Regions from separate parts of the Sus scrofa genome. Here region 1 is linked to region 2. A link is a contact called in public Hi-C data. All regions are on one chromosome and are shown on one strand. Each heading gives the region's core, a stretch centred on a gene start, on an enhancer-like site or on the middle of the called end of the contact. The rest is flanking DNA. Distances are from core to core; before and after follow the strand shown.

Region 1 (3,826 bases), core at 475-2,974, 170 kb after region 2:
TAGAGAATACTTGAATATGAACTTACTTAGCTGAGGAAACAGAAAAACAAAAAAGAAAAAGTGAATAAAATGCAACGTAAAAAGACTACACTTTTAGAACAATTACTGAAAAACTTCAGACAAATTACAGTGTACTTTTTAAAATTTTTTTGTCTTTTTGTCCTTTTTAGGGCTGCACCTGTGGCATATGGAGGTTCCCAGGCTAGGGGTCAAATCAGAGCTGCAGCTGCTGGTCTAACCATAGTCACAGCAATGCCAGATCTGAGCTGTGTCTGTGACCTACATCACAGCACATGGCGAGGCCACATCCTTAACCCACTGAGTGAGGCCAGGGATTGAACTCATGTCCTCATGAATACTAGTTGGGTTCCTTAACCTCTGAGTCCTGACAGGAACTCCCTATAGTGTACTTTTAAATCATGATTCCACCATATACATAAGAGGGAGATGTGAATCTGGAAAAAAAATCCCATTGAGCTCTCAGGACAATATGTAAAAGGAAGTGCCTTGTGGGGGGATGAAAGGGTTTAGAGAAAATTGTACATTTATGCTGCAGCTTGGATACAGCAGATATAAAACTTGGCACCTTCTTTAAGTGTAATTAGGAGACTGAAATGCATTCAAAGATTAGACACGGCTACAAAAAATACATGGATAAATAGTCACACTGTTAGGTTTCCGTTTCCCTTTCTGATCTCTCTCCAACCTTCCACCACCACCAGAAGACCCCTGTTCTCCATCTTAGGATCTGAGCCCCATTTCCTACCGTAAGGATTATGTTCCCACCAGCCCCCAAAGACCAGGGCTTGGGGTGAGGGTGGGGGGAGCAAATTGATAGATATTTTAAAGAGCTTCAAATTTCTAATTTCATATTTTCATTTGAGAAAGCAACACCATTGCTTTTTCCTTCATCAAACCTTTCCCAATCTTTCTAGCGGGAAGTAATTTCTCTCTTCCCTAAACTTCCGTAGCACCAGATCCGCGTCCCATGTGGCACTTTTCACTCGTCCTCATGTATATATGGTTGTTTTTATTAACGACATCTTCCTTGTTGGGGAAACCCTGGATGGGCATGCTTAGGCTTTTAGATCTGAGTATTCCTACTGCACTTAATACAATGCCTCGTACTTAGTACGTGTTGAATAAATATTTAAATATTAGCTGTGGATTCCGACTGAGGGGAGACGGTTCTTTGATACACTAGTCTGCCATCTTCTCTATCTGCCAGCTTTCATTATTCCTTGCCCCCAACAACCAGTTTCCGGATTTACTGGCCTGTTCTGCTGAGAGCAGAACAAGTCTGGACTCGGTAGCAACTTTCAGTAAGTCAGCCAGGAACCTTGCTGCTTGTGGCCATCCTTCCTGGCTGAGGAACTGTCAGGTAAGGCCCCAGCAGCTTCTGGGACCACGTGTCCTAAGGATCTTCCCTTCAAAGTTCCCTGAAGTGGCACAGCTGCCCCAGTGCTTGGCAGCTGGAACAAGGGACCAACATTTGCGAGCCGATGGGCTCCACAGGTAGGGGGGTAGATCCCACAAGATATTGCTGTGATTTATGTTGATAAATAAATGAATACATAAATCGATCGACTGATCAATTAATCAATATTGGCTGAAAATTTTCATGAGATTTTATGAGATGAAGGTGACTGCTCCAGAGCAAACTTAGAGTGTGTTTGGACTGGAAGGTTGCTGTTCAGCTCTTCACCACCAGAGGCAGCACTCTGCACAGCCACTCTGTGACTGGAGGGCCCGCGACCTGTGTAACCAAGTGTCCCTTTTCCTCCAGAAGCCTTTCACCGTGACAGCGTTACCTCCTTCACTGCACACCCTCAAAGTACGAGGAGGTAGCGTAACAAGATGAGTAAGAGCATGGGCTCTGGAGCCAGGCGGCTTGGGTTCTGTGGGCTCTCACTCAGATCTCCCTTTGAGAGGGGGCAGACCCCGCCACAGCTGCTTTGGGTCCCCCACAGCATTGGTGGCGACCCCCACCTCCTTAGACTCCTCCCAGCCCTGACTGAGCAACATGGGGCTGTTCAACTGGGCCATTCACCGGGATGAGGGATTCTCCCGCTTTGACCCAGGGACCCCCCTCCCATCGGTCTGTCTGAGCCTCTCCTGATGGGCACAGTGGTCAGAGGCTCGTCCTACCCAGTCCCTCCTTCCTTTCTGCCTTTCACAGACGTCACACCTGCATCTCGGTCTGGAGCCTGTCCCTGCCGGCTCCTCCGGCCTCGTCCTTCTTCATCCTTCACTGGTGTTTGTCCCAATAAGCCCCATCCATGTCTCATCTCACCTTGGTATTTGTTCTCAGAGACCCCACATGGATATAGGCTCAAATCCTGGCTTTTTATTTGATAACCTCAAGACGGGCAAATAATTAATTTTTTGCCCACCAAAAGAGAAGAAGGACAGCACTAACTTCACATGGCTGTTGGGACAATTAAGTCCCATGTGCAGAGCCCTCTGCACACTACCTACAGACTAAGGCTTCTCCAAGAGTGAGCTGGGAGGAATTCTTTGGGGCCCCAGGCCGAGGAGGCCTTTGATCAATGTGTGGAGAATGTTAACTCCCTGTTGGAAGTAAACACCCCTATTATTTCAATTAGCAATGGAAAGTATTTCTGACTCTGTTCCGTGAATAACATTAATGCCTCATTCCCCTCGGTGGACGTGGCTACCGTCTTAATCCCCAGACTGACCTGTAGAATAGCATTCCGAAGCCTTTCGAAGGTAATTTCCTGAGTTCCCAGGAATTCCATTATTATAAAAATAAAGTAAAATTAAAAAAAAAAACCCTAAAAGAAATGACATTCGTTACATCCTTTGCTTCTGTCTATATTCGCGTGTTCTTCCCAACTCTTTGGTGAGAAAGAGCGGCCCTCGTCCCGCCTATGACAGTTGGGAAAAGCACCGCTGCTCCTCCTCTTCTCTAGACTAAACATTCCCAGTTCCCCCAGTGCTTTCTTTTTGATCTTCATTCCCAAACTATTTATCACTTGAGCTCTCTTTCCCTGAAAGGTCTCCAGAGTTCTAAATAGCTGAGCCGCACATCGAAGAAACTTCTCCAAAGAGGTTTAAGTGATCACAAATGGAAGCAACAAGAATTCTGTCCGTCTTCCCCTGAAAGGCCTGTAATTAATAAAACTCAAGGCAGACAGTTTCTTCCTTTAATTTATAACTTCACTTTCCTCGGGGGAGAGTAGTAGGTTCATAAGGAACTAAGTGAGAGAGATTGGTTTTGCAACGGGATCTAGTTACTATTAAAGAAATTCAGAATGAAGAGTTTCTATTTTTAATTGGAACAAAATGCAGTTTTAAATCATTATTAAAAAGCTAATTTGAAGGGGTGAGTATTAACTAACTAATGCACATATTGTTTGCCGGTAACCACGCGTAACTAAGAAACATTTTCAGGAACAAGACCTCAAAGTGTGCTCTAAAGGTTAAAAGCAAACAAACAAACAAAATTTAAAAAACAAACAAACAAAAAAACAACCACCAATTAAAACTAGAATTTTGTTTCCGAACACATCTTCTTTGGCAGTTAAATCATATGGTGCCAAAGCCAAAACCTTGACTAGAAGGCTTGTTCTGGATCTCATTTTTTAAGTAAGTGCTACCTTTTGTGTTGCTTACTGGTCCTTAGGACTCAGGCTTGTTTTTATTTCTCCTTCATTTGCCTGTTTGTTTGAATGTAAAGTCCAGTTTTCAGGACCACCTGACTTCTGATCTGGAGCATCCAGGAGCAGAATAATCAAGACAGCCTTGGGTTCATATGCTGATGTTTGTGACAAGCAGTCCAGGCCACCAGCCACCAGGCTCACAG
Region 2 (3,588 bases), core at 47-2,546:
TGCCTTAAAAACTGGCTCTCACATCTTCATTCCCACCAAGATATGAGCAGCTGATAACAGCCGCAAATGAGAGCTTTCTGCAGGGTTGGCAGATTCTGAGAGGCAAAGGCCAGGGGGAAGGGGCTCTCTTACAACAATGTAACAGGTGGCCCTTCTGTAGCACTTTTCCTCACAGCATCTTGTACACAATTCCCTAACAGAGCTACATTTTACAAGACTCTGAGCATTCAGCTATGAAGTGCTCTGAGGCTGGTATGTGCCCGCCAGGGCGGCTCGGGGGGTTGGTCTGGCCCCTGCTGCTTGCACATCAGCGTTTTCCTCGCAGGAGGACAATGTGAGAGCTGGGGCCCAGCGCCCAGAGGGGTTCTGTTCTAAAAGGTGTGAATGCTCTTCTCTGAACTTTGCTTACTTAATGATCTAACATGTTTGCTATTAAGAATTTGAAGGGAAGTGGTTTTGTGGGTTTCGGTGCGTTTTTTACATTTAAGTTTGGGGTCACTCGCGTATGGGTCTGAAGCAGCATTTCTGCTCTTTGACCTGCTTTGAAAGCCGGTTTGCCATCTGTGCTCTTCCCCTGGAATGTGGACGGAAGGTCACAGGTTCTGAAGCAGCTGAAGCCATGCAAGGCGTGAAAGCCCATGGGTGGCTGTGTTCACACTTGCCTCCCAGAGCGAGCGTGAGGCCCAGCGAGGTTATTACACCCTCCGGAGGAGTGATGTCTACCCAGGAGCGGCGGTGGGGCAGGGGCGGGGAGGGCACAACGTCATAAACTTTTCAGGGCTGAAAAGCGAGGTCTCAAAGCGAGAAAAGCTGGCGCACGTCTGGGGGAAAGGTTATTTATCACTCCATAGGCTTCTGGCATTGCAGATGTTATTTCTGTCGTAAGAGGAGCTGGAAGAGCTACAATGTGAAACCAGAAAAGGCACACATCATCTCTCTCTGTGGGCACTTGGGGCTCCTGCTCTTTTTCTTGGGGGTCCAGGGGAGTCTCTTTGTGCAGGAAACACGGATGGTTCTCTGTCTCTCTATCCTGGATGTAAAAGGAGAAACACGACCCAGCTCTGGGCATGTCACCTGCGGGACCCGGACACGGCCTCGGGGTCAGAAGGGAAACTTGCTTGGCCTTTGTGCTATACCAGGTGGATGTCCCCTCCTCTCCTCACCTGGCGACCCCCAGGGCAGGCTGAGAGGGCTTACAAAATAAGACCCTCTGGGGGGATGCAGCCCCTCCCACTGCCTCGGCTCTCACAGCCTCGCAGGGAGGGCTGTTTCTGCCAGCAAAGGTGCTCCCGGAAGGCCTTCTCCGCCTGGAACCTGATGACTCAGAAACACTGTCCAGTTAACCATTGCTTAGAGACCTGTCCCTCCCAAAGGCCAACTTGAAAGGGCCAGAAATGGCGGATCCTCAGTTTTGTCAAAGGCAAAATCACTGTTTAGGTTTCTATAAATTAAGCCTGTGGTCCTATCCTTGAAAAGAGCAGGACCCTAAGAAAGGTGGGTTTTACTTCTTTTTTTTTTTTTTTTTTTTTTTTTTTTTTGTCTTTTTGCTATTTCTTTGGGCCGCTCCCGCGGCATATGGAGGTTCCCAGGCTAGGGGTCGAATCGGAGCTGTAGCCACTGGCCCACGCCAGAGCCACAGCAACGCAGGATCCGAGCCGCGTCTGCAACCTACACCACAGCTCACGGCAACGCCGGATCGTTAACCCACTGAGCAAGGGCAGGGACCGAACCCGAAACCTCATGGTTCCTAGTCGGATTCGTTAACCACTGCGCCACGATGGGAACTCCGAAAGGTGGGTTTTAAAGATGAGAATTAGTCTTCCCCCGCCAGCAGCATTACAAAGGAGTGCTCCCATGAACAATTTTATGCATATGTATAATTATTTAACCTTGAAGTTCTAGTCATGCGTTATTATTGGTAAAACTGTTTATACAATGGAGTTTTGTTTGGATGCTCTTATTCAAAGCAAAAAAAAAAAAAATTGACACCCCACAAAAACGATACACAGACCTGAGTCATCTGAAACATTCCCTTCCCGCCCTGGAGTTAGATCTTTAGGAATAATCAGCACAGTTGCTGATTCTCCAAATAATAGAGGTAGATATTGTTTTAAGATAGATTGACCAGACAGTAATATCATTAAACAGCCTTTTTTACATCTAGAATAAAGATATTGAGAACCACACTGGTAAGATCAAAACTATGAGATCGGGTCAGATGGCTGACTGAATGGTGTGATGTTAGGAGTTCAGCCATTGCCCCTTTAAAGCAAACACACACACACACACACACACACACACACACACACACACACGTATTTTGATTTTTGTCAGCTTATTCATTTTTCTTTTCTCTCTCTCTCTCTTTTTTTTTTTTTTTTTGTGTGTGTGTGTGTGTGTGTGTGTGTGTGTCTTTTTTAGGGCCTCCATAGGAGGTTCCCAGGCCAGGGGTTGAATCGGAGCTGTTGCTGCTGGCCTACGCCAGAGCCACAGCAACACAGGATCTGAGCCATGTCTGCGATCTACACCACAGCTCACAGCAACGCTGGATCCTCGACCCACTGAGAGAGGCCAGGGATCGAACCCAAAACCTCATGGTTCCTAGTTGGATTCGTTTCCGCTGCGCCACGATGGGAACTCCAGCTTATTCATTTTCCAGTTTATTCATTCATACAGAGTCCTCTTTGTTGTGTGTTACATAAGGCCTTAGAAATCTGAAGATAACTATATCACAATCATTGCCCTCAAGGAGCAGTTAAACTGTATCCTATTTTTTATAAACTGTGCCTCATCTACAATTTTAATTTTCCTAATTAAAAACTGAGACTCACTACCTGGCAAGCATGACCACCCTTACGTGAACAATCAGAGAAATTACAGGAACACAGGTGATGGAAAGTTCAGGATATATGGTGGCTGGGGATAATTTACACCTTGTTTTGACCTCATTTTCTCTTTTCCCCTTATTTTTGCTCCATTAAAACCCCCAATGGATGAAGTCTGGGTGGTGAAAAGTCACACTGGCCCGGGTGCAGTTTGCAGGCGACAGTACGGTCATTGCTGGGACAGGTTAGAGACCTGCCCTACTCTGAGGATGTCAAATTTGGATCTGAGTCCTTGGAAGAGACCTCCATCCTAACCACCTCCCACCTTCCTCAACTTCCTCTGACTTTGAAGCCTTATCTTCTAAAGAAACAGACAAACCAAAAGCCCTAAGTATGCTGGCGTAGTCCCCAGTGTGGAAGTTTGGTATTGCACGTGTGCTCAGATTTGCAGAGAGCTGGCGTGTGATGAGGCCTTTTGTCTTGCACCCCACCCTGGCCCAGGTTCTCTTTGGGTGAGCTGCTGATGCAGAAGCTGTGGTTTTCAGATGGCAGAAAAGGGCAGGAGGAAATGAACAAGTAACTTTCAAAAAGAAAGCACCAAAGGGGTTGACTTTAAAGATTGACTTTTTTCTGCACCTTGAAAAATTCTGGTGGCTCTTTTGGTGACAGGTTTGTGACAACATTTTTCTGGCCTGGGTAAATGTTTGCTCTTTTTCTTCCCCCCTCCCAGATTATGCAATCGAAAGCGAGAGTGCATGGATCT

What was found. Hi-C and Micro-C count contacts between places; a contact is called where the count stands out from the background.
Region 1: a contact with region 2 is called in a Hi-C map of retroperitoneal adipose tissue, with 1.5 times the contacts expected there. The contact joins two enhancer-like sites. A contact is called at or near these places in 2 of 47 Hi-C or Micro-C datasets (embryonic fibroblasts and retroperitoneal adipose tissue) and 2 of 2 datasets of contacts at active chromatin or transcription factors (alveolar macrophages and skeletal muscle).

Annotation. Positions count from the first base shown.
Region 1 is chr7:8,049,802-8,053,627 of Sscrofa11.1, forward strand. The region is part of intron 1 of NEDD9 (enhancer of filamentation 1); the gene reads right to left. Among named protein-coding and RNA genes, the nearest start is that of NEDD9, 42 kb to the right of the region's middle. Within about 2 kb of position 1,725, at least 3 of the 83 cell types and tissues checked have an H3K27ac peak or open chromatin away from gene starts, as enhancers often do. A contact at or near this core is called in retroperitoneal adipose tissue, where this site is marked.
Region 2 is chr7:7,878,840-7,882,427 of Sscrofa11.1, forward strand. All of the region lies in intron 3 of NEDD9 (enhancer of filamentation 1), which reads right to left. LOC110261775 (a long non-coding RNA gene) reads left to right here. Exons shown (of 2, transcript XR_002346301.1): 2 at 3,556-3,588. Among named protein-coding and RNA genes, the nearest start is that of SMIM13, 110 kb to the left of the region's middle. Within about 2 kb of position 1,297, at least 17 of the 83 cell types and tissues checked have an H3K27ac peak or open chromatin away from gene starts, as enhancers often do. A contact at or near this core is called in retroperitoneal adipose tissue, where this site is marked.